Linked DNA regions of Salmo salar: region 1 is linked to region 2. A link is a contact called in public Hi-C data. All regions are on one chromosome and are shown on one strand. The core of a region is the stretch at or near the end of the contact, and the rest is flanking DNA. Distances in the headings are between cores, read along the strand shown.

Evidence for each region. A called contact is a pair of places that touch in the nucleus more often than the background predicts.
Region 1: a Hi-C map of blood shows a contact between it and region 2, with 2.3 times the contacts expected there. The contact joins the promoter of LOC106613190 here to the enhancer-like site in region 2. A contact is called at or near these places in 3 of 3 Hi-C or Micro-C datasets (blood, gill and muscle).

Annotation. Positions count from the first base shown.
Region 1 is chrssa09:145,482,812-145,487,399 of Ssal_v3.1, reverse strand. It overlaps LOC106613190 (rho-related GTP-binding protein RhoG), which reads right to left and starts at 1,605. Exons shown (of 2, transcript XM_014215203.2): 1 at 1,337-1,605; 2 at 1-224. The coding sequence starts at 198. It also overlaps a transcript of stim1 not described here.
Region 2 is chrssa09:145,441,198-145,445,354 of Ssal_v3.1, reverse strand. stim1 (stromal interaction molecule 1) reads left to right here. Exons shown (of 11, transcript NM_001173850.1): 7 at 3,083-3,260. Among protein-coding and RNA genes, the nearest start is that of stim1, 39 kb to the left of the region's middle. Within about 2 kb of position 2,239, at least 3 of the 13 cell types and tissues checked have an H3K27ac peak or open chromatin away from gene starts, as enhancers often do.

The DNA.
Region 1 (4,588 bases), core at 356-2,855, 43 kb before region 2:
GCGGTCATACTCCTCCTGGCCTGCTGTGTCCCACAGGTTGAGGCTAATAGTCCTGCTGTCCACAGTCACCTGGGCGCTGTAGTTGTCAAACACAGTGGGGATGTACTCCTTGGGGAAGGCGTTGGTGGTGTAGGAGATGAGTAGGCAGGTCTTCCCTACTGCACCGTCTCCTACCACCACACACTTGATGCTCTGCATTCTGACCCCTTCACTGTCTTAGACACCTGGACATGAGGAACACAGGGAGAAATGCACTTTAGGCTACAATGTTCAGATGCACTTTACACCAAAAGAGAGACACTGGCTAAGGCCCAACAAATTTAAACTGTTGAAAGTGAGGTTTGTGGTTTAAATTGCTCTCACACTTTATCGGGTACGAACATTACTCTCACACCCTCATTTACACAGTACAGTTCGACACTATTTATTTATATCCATCTTTGTTTAACTACTGGCTTTCATTTCAACTTGAACATCTGTGGGCCTACTTCATTTATAGTTACATTACATAAGGCCTGTGTTCCACATGAATTCAAGCGTGAACACTGAAACTACAAAATATGGGTGGAGACTGGAGAGTTTGAAATACATGCAGTAATTGTAATTCATTGTGAGAGAGGAGAGCTGGACTCTTCCCACTGCTCTCTGAGGGTGTTGGAGAAAATGAGAATATAGCTAAACCCAGTCTACAGGGACCCGAGCCTGGGAGCACTGAAATGTACTTCACTGTACACTGACTGGGGATAGTTCATCAAATCCAATAAACCTTTGTATGCCTACCACCACTGCTGCATACCATTGGCCTATCCACTGAATATCTATGATAGGTGAATTTCACTAATTCTAGGCCATCAACGAGGCCATAGCATTCTGATCGTGTACATTTCTCATTTCATTCACCTAGATTATTAAGAAAAGGGCTATGTGTTAATAAGGCCTAATAGTAACCCTGAAATTAGAAAAAGAGTTCAACATAAATTACAGTAAAGGTTTTTCACCATTATCATCATTTTACAGAGAAAGAGCTGACTATAGTGAGCAGAGCATGCTATAACTTTGAATGGGCTAAATTAAACACAAAATAACTGTCACAAATAAATATTGCAATTGTGGATTTTAACATTGCATGCCGTATCGTAGGCCTATAGAGTTTTGATATAGAATAGCGCCTACCAAAATTATAACGGCAGTTGGCTACCTCGCCTAATGGTGCGTCACCCAAGTGCTTCCGTAGGATTATGTGTTACAGCCTACATATCTATTATACAGTAGTAGTACATCATTTCAACAATTTGACAACAAAAACATGCAAAGGTTAAAAACAAGTCAGACTCACCAAACATACTATCTTTAATGGCAGGTTTTGTATGAACATATAGCCTACAATCTGTCCGAGAGCGTCAAAGCAGTCAAGCAAAGTGTTGCTGTAGTGGAGGAAGTGTGTGTGTTCGTTGAGAGGAAGCCGCTTGAGAAATAATGGCACTGTGAGGAAGTATATCGTCTCCCCTCCACGACAGCCTGCGCTATTGTTGTAAGTATACGTTGCTGGTAGAATATTAAACAGAATTTTTAAATAAAATTGTTACCCAATGAATTACCTTATTTGACATTCAAATGTACAGAATAGGAATAACCACATAGTTGTTAGAGGCCCAGTGCAGACAAAATTCAGTGTTTCCTGTGTTTGTATCATATGGTACAACAGCTGATGAAACTAACACTGTAGAAGTGGGAAGAAAAGGGATCAGTGTTATTCCTGATTGTTGCTGGTTGAAAATATAATCTACACAAGAACATCTAATCCTCAGGTTTGCAATGGGCGGGAGTTTTGGCTTGCCTGGTGACATCACCAGGCAGTAAATTGGTTAATAGACCAATAACAAAATAGCGTTCCAAACCTCTCTGACAATAACAGCTAGTTTTCAGTTTTCCCCTCCACACTCAGACCACTCCCAGACAGTCCTAGCAAAATTCTTGCTTGAGAAATATTATATTGCTAAAAAAGCTATTTTTGTAAATTTTAATGGAAAACTATTAAAGTATGGTATTTAATTGTTACCCAGAAATGATTTGATATTGATATAAACATGGCTGCATTGGGCCTTTAAACTGAGAATTTATGATTTAGCATTAGCTTATGATACAGTATATTATCAGATCAAGGTGTATCATACACCTTTATTATAAGAAGTTGGGATTTATCATGATAAGGCCTACTGGCTATCCCATTGTGGCTCAGATCTGTTCTGATGTGGGGCATCAGTTCCATCAGAAGATGCCCCCCATCTTTTCCCCCGTCAACACATCTCCTCTCCTCTTTTATTGCTAGTGTTGTGTAGCCTATAGCCTCAAGGTGGCATACTTGAGCTTAGTTGTGTGGGACTGATGAGTCGATAAGCTCCACTGTTCCTTTGTTCTGATAGCCTACATAGACTTAGATAGACACCACATTATTGTATCTGTCCTATTTTGAGAGCACAGGCAGCGCCATTGAGGCCATCTCCATTTTAAAGTAGACCATTTTCTTCTTTAATTACATTGAACAAATATATAAAATATAAATATAAACATTTCAAATATTTTACTGAGTTACAGTTCATATAAGGAAATCAGCCCATTTAAATAAATTCCATAGGCCCTAATCTATGGATTTCACACGACTGGGAATGCAGATATGCATCTGTTGGTCACAGATACCTTAAAAAAGGTGGGGGTGGATCAGAAAACCAGTCAGTATCTGGTGTGACCACCATTTGCCTCATGCAGCACAACACATCTCCTTGATCAGGCTGTTGATTGTGGCCTGTGGAATGTTGTCCCACTCCTCTTCAAGGGCTGTGTGAAGTTGCTGGATATTGCAGGGAACTTGAACACGCTGTTGTATACGTCAATCCAGAGCAGCCCAAACATGCTCAATGTGTGACTTGTCTAGTGAGTATGGAGACCATAGAAGAACTGGGACATTTTCAGCTACCAGGAATTGTGTACAGATCCTTGCGACATGGGGCAGTGCATTATAATGCTGAAACATGAGGTGATGGCGGCAGATGAATGGCACGACGATGGGCCTCAGGATCTCATCACGGTATGTCTGTACATTCAAATTGCCATCGATAAAATGTTATTGTATTTGTTGTCCGTAGCATATGTCTGACTATACCATAACCCCACCGCCACCATGGGGCACTCTGTTCACAGCGTTGACATCATCAAACCGCTTGCCCACACAACGCCATACAAGCTGTCTACAATCTGCAAGGTATTATTGAAACCGGGATTCATCCGTGAAGAATATACTTCTCGAGCGTGCCAGTAGCCATTGAAAATTAGCATTTGCCCACTGAACTGCAGTCAGGTCAAGATCCTGGTGAGGATGACGAGCACATACTTGAGCTTCCCTGAAGCGGTTTCTGACAGTTTGTGCAGAACTTCTTTGGTTGTGCAAACCCACAGTTTCATCAGTTGTCCAGGTGGCTGGTCTAAGATGATCCCACAGGTGAAGAAGCCAGATGTAAAGGTCCAGAGCTGGCGTGGTTACACGTGGTCTGCGGTTGTGAGGCCAGTTGAACATACAGCCAAATTCTCTAAAACAACGTTGGAGGTGGCTTATGGAAGAGAAATTAACATTTAATTCTCTGGCAACAACTCTGGTGAACATTCCTGCAGTCAGCATGCCAATTGCACGCTCCCTCAAAACTTGAGACATCTGTGACATTGTGTTGTGTGACAAAACTGCACATTTTAGAGTGGCCTTTTATTGTCCACCAGCACAAGGTGCACCTGTGTAATGATCATGCTGTTTAATCAGCTTCTGTGCAACACCTGTCAGGTGGAAGGATTATCTTGGTAAAGGAGAAATGCTCACTAACGGGTGTAAATACATTCCTGCACAAAACTGTTTTTCTTTGTATCGAACATTTCTGGGATCTTTTATTTCAACTCATGAAACATGGGACCAACACTTTACATGTTGAGCTTATATTTTTGTCATTTGCACTTGTATGAGTTGGCAAACAAACTGAATGGGTGCACACTGCCACCTAGAGTGTGTTGTTTGAACAGGTAAAAATCCAAAGTTGGCGATTTACTGCCGCAGGTATGGAATGTTTCCTTACAAGTATAATTCATTGCCTGATCCTTCCTGGTGACCTGGATGGAATTATGTGATCATTCCTTAACCCATACGAAGTCCCACCCAGTGACTACTTCAAAATTGTGAAAGTCCTCAATGGCTATGACCGTGCTAAAATATCTTTAGGGCGCTAGAGTTCTCTATCTATCTCTATGCCTCAAAAATCTAAACGATTTATTTGTGTGTGAGGCCAGCTTGGGCAACAGCTAGCAACAGTAGGAGATTTCCATAAAAAAAAAAAAAGTCCTGCGTTGATATTGCTACAAACGTAGCATACAAATGATCGGTATTAATTTAGATAAAATATATTTAATTTAACTAGGCAAGTCAGATAAAAACAAATTCCAATGACGGCCTACAGGGGAACAGTGGGTTAACTGCCTTGTTCAGGGGTAGAACAACAGATTTTGTTAACTCAGCTCATAGACTCGATCCAGCAACCCTTCAGTTACCGGC
Region 2 (4,157 bases), core at 990-3,489:
TTTTGCCTCTCAAAATCACACTTAACAAAATTGGATGTTCTATTTTTATTTTTTTATTTTTCTAACTCTACAACAATGCTTAAACCACATCAGGAGACAAGAATCCCTGGTCAGATTATGTAAGGAAACCAGAATATGAATGTGCCCTAGGCCTTCCTCTGGCCTTGAAGTTCTGTCTGCTCTGCTCTCCATACTAGAGAAAGAAGAGGACACTGTGCAGGGGGGAAGAAAGAGTCGGGGGGAGAAGAGGTGGGGGTGTTAGGGGAAAGGGGGGGATTTGGGTTGTTTTATAGGAAGGTTGCAGCAGGATAAGGGAGCGTTAGGGGTCTGTGTCTGGCATGTTTCATTGTGCGTGTGTTTAGTGAAGAGTCTCAGCTGGAGGAAGAGAAGAGGTCGTCTGGAGATGACAGCCCGAGCCTGAAGCCACAGGTCCTGCTGATAGTCCCACAGACTGGCTGTGCACGGCAGCAGCACTTTAAGACACATTTCACAATGGGCCCCATCAAAAATGGACACTTCTCCTTGTCTTAATGGCTGACGCATTTACCAAAGTGGACCCATTCCACAGCCCTTTTTCACAACCTATTACATGCAACTGGACTGTTTACCTGACGGAGAACCGAGAAAGACCGGTTTGAGCCAAGTTGTTCCCAGTCTAATGGTCAGTTAGACATGTCACTTTGGACTTTCTAGCCAACATTCCTGCTAATCAGCGACGTGTTTTCAGACAAAGAAAAAGCTAATGGATTGTGTTAGCTAGAGGAAAAGACCTACGGGTATCTGCCAAAAATTCCATCATTTGGTGTTTTGTTGTTGATGGTGGTGGAAAACTCTGTCTCAGGCGTGCTCCAGAATCTCCCATAAGTGTTCAATTGTGTTGAGATCTGGTGACAGACACACACACACCTTAATGAGACCAGTCTTTCAAAGTCACTGAGATCTCTTCTAGCCATAGTAGCCAAAATAATGGGAACTGGGCATTTATATACATGACCCTAAGCATGATGTAATGTTAACTGCTTATTTAACTCTTGGAACCACACTTGCTTTCAATATACTTTGTATCCCTCATTTACTGAAGGGTTTCCTTATTCTGGTACTTACCCGTTTAATTCTGGCAGTTGCCCGTTTAATTCTGGCAGTTGCCCGTTTTATTCTGGCAGTTGCCCGTTTTATTCTGGCAGTTGCCCGTTTTATTCTGGCCGTTACCTGTGCCTGTTTGTGTGTGTTGAACTGGTTGTATTCAACCACCAGTAATTGAACTGTAGCAACAGAAGATGCAAATGATTTAGTTGAGGATGTCCATAGGGATCAGATATTTCTCTGCAGTGTCTGGCCTTCCACAGATGAAGAGTTGGATTCTGATGCTGCAGACCCAAACAAATTGATAGCGAAGATGCTGAAATTCAATATCATGACAGCAATGCGAGAGGGAGTTGTTTTCCTGCGGGAAGGAACGGATGATTGGCCTGATGTATATTAGATAATAATAATATTAGAAACCATGTTATTTCTCCTGTGTGTTGGACATAAGACTGTAAAATCAACAGCAAATCAGCATAGTGATTTTTAATTTAGGAAAATCTGTTCCCAAGTATTCCCATGAATAAATAGAGGAAAATGTGATCGTATCCCATTGTAATCAAGGTTTGAAATTGTTCAGTTTTGATCAAATACTATATCTGTTTGGGATTATAGTGGTAAATGTACAAATGATTTAGAACTATGTTCCGGCCCCCGAACATCCGCTCAAGGAAAGATCGGCCCAGGGCTGAGTGTAATTGGGGACCCCTGCCCTAGAGCTTTATAAGGGAAAGGGCTTGGCCACCGTCATGTGGTTCACCTTGTTGATGTAACGCTGGTCTGACACCAGTCTAGTCATAAATGTTCTTCACTATCCGGCCAAGTTCTGCTGTTAATGGCCAACTGTGTTTGTACTGGATTGTGTAGACAAGGCTACAAGAGCCCACACACACAGCTCTTGACTGATGACCGAGGGAAAGAAAACATTGCCGTCCTAATGAGCACATAACCATGCATCATTACTCTACATCAATAACCTATGTCGGTGACATGAAAGGAAGCCTTGTGTCAGTGTGGAGGTTGTTTTTCTGTGAGGCGAAGGGAGGTCTTTTGTTCCTTGTCAATAACAGCCAGCCGAGAGAGCTTAGTGCGTAAGGCTTGTTTGTAAGTTGGCACGCCCTCTATGCGCCTGTATAGAGAGATGCCAGGCCCAGGCTTTAGCTCACACTCCACTTCCTCTTTTGTTTCACTCCAGGACATAAGTGCTGTGCTTGCTAAGAGGTCATGCTATGTGTTAGCTCAGATCTTGTCCCTTTACAGGCCCTACGACGGCTCGGCTTTCACAGCTTTAAGAGAATGGGCTTTGCAGTCTTCATCTCTCTGTGCTTTAAGGATGATTGATGGATCACGTCTAAGGCCTCTTGGCTGATTTTACATGAGGGTTAGTTGCTGCCTGCCTGGTTGGCGTGCTGGCAGTGACTGTGAGGAATGGGACTGTTCTGAATCCATTAGGATGGCAACATTATGACAGAGGACATTCACACCTCTCTACACGGGCCGAACCGTTCGCCCCCAGAGGACAGGAAGGGTTAAGACCGAGGTTGCTGGGGCTTTGATTCGTCGCCTCTCATGTAAATAGTGCGTTAATCTGCCTTTACCTTGGTCTTTTAGCCTGGTGCCTCCTCAACGCAACCCAACAACTACCGCACATCTCTCTTGGAGAGACCTCGCCACAGTACCATGACTTGAGTTCATTCAGTTTCACACACTTTCACAACATTAGTTCACCACCAATGAATTTTGCTGGATGAAGGGACAATCCGAAAACAATATGTACTCTTTTTATGTCTCCGCATCCAGTATGAAGGAGGTTAAAGAGTTTTGCGAGCCAATGCTAAATAGCTTTAGCGCAATGTTGGAAGCCTATGGTATCTGCTAGCATACTAGCTGTTACCATAAACTTACAATCTTTGCGCTAACGCTAGGGGAAGGACATAAAGGTCTTCATTGCCAAAATCCTGAAGTATACCTTTAACCTAACACTTTTCTCTCTCCCCAGTGAACACTCATAACCACCTGAAGGACTTCATGCTGGTGGTGTCCATAGTGATCGGCATTGGAGGCTGCTGGTTCGCCTACATCCAGAACCGCTACTCCAAGGACCACATGAAGAAGATGATGACTGACCTGGATGGCCTACAGAGGGCTGAGCAGAGCCTGCATGATCTGCAGAAGAAGTGAGTTTGTCTTTCCCTTCAGCCCATAGAAGTAGTGACTCTGAATGATGTCGTTATCCACTGGCTTGACGTCGTGGTGGCTTGACGTGTTCATTTAGTCAGGAATTGGCAGAGTAAACACGTTTTTCAGGTGTGTCATTTTGAAGCCACTCCATGATACAACAGAAACAGGAAGTGAAGGTTTAACTGGGCTGAAGCCATCAGTTGAGTTCCTCATTCAGAGCTCATTCTAGAGATTGTTGCAGTCATTATGCAAGAGGACAAAATATCCTGTCCGCACATTGTGGAACTGTTCTCTGGAATACCATTGAAGTTTCTCTGAAGTAAGTTTCACAGCTGATCACAAGAGGGACTTGGTATCTGTCCATGGAAATATTTTTTTATGATTATTCTGCAAACACCTTTTGAAATCTGAGCTAGCATATGGCTCTCTCTAAGCTTCTGTCCTGGTTCTGTCACTATAGAGCTCAACTCCCCTTCCTCCTCTGTGACCCTCTCTCTCTATCCTGGTTCTGTCACTATAGAGCTCAACTCCCCTTCCTCCTCTGTGACCCTCTCTCTCTGTCCTGGTTCTGTCACTACAGAGCTCAACTCCCCTTCCTCCTCTGTGACCCTCTCTCTCTGTCCTGGTTCTGTCACTACAGAGCTCAACTCCCCTTCCTCCTCTGTGACCCTCTCTCTCTGTCCTGGTTCTGTCACTACAGAGCTCAACTCCCCTTCCTCCTCTGTGACCCTCTCTCTCTGTCCTGGTTCTGTCACTACAGAGCTCAACTCCCCTTCCTCCTCTGTGACCCTCTCTCTCTGTCCTGGTTCTGTCACTACAGAGCTCAACTCCCCTTCCTCCTCTGTGACCCTCTCTCTCTGTCCTGGTTCTGTCACTACAGAGCTCAACTCCCC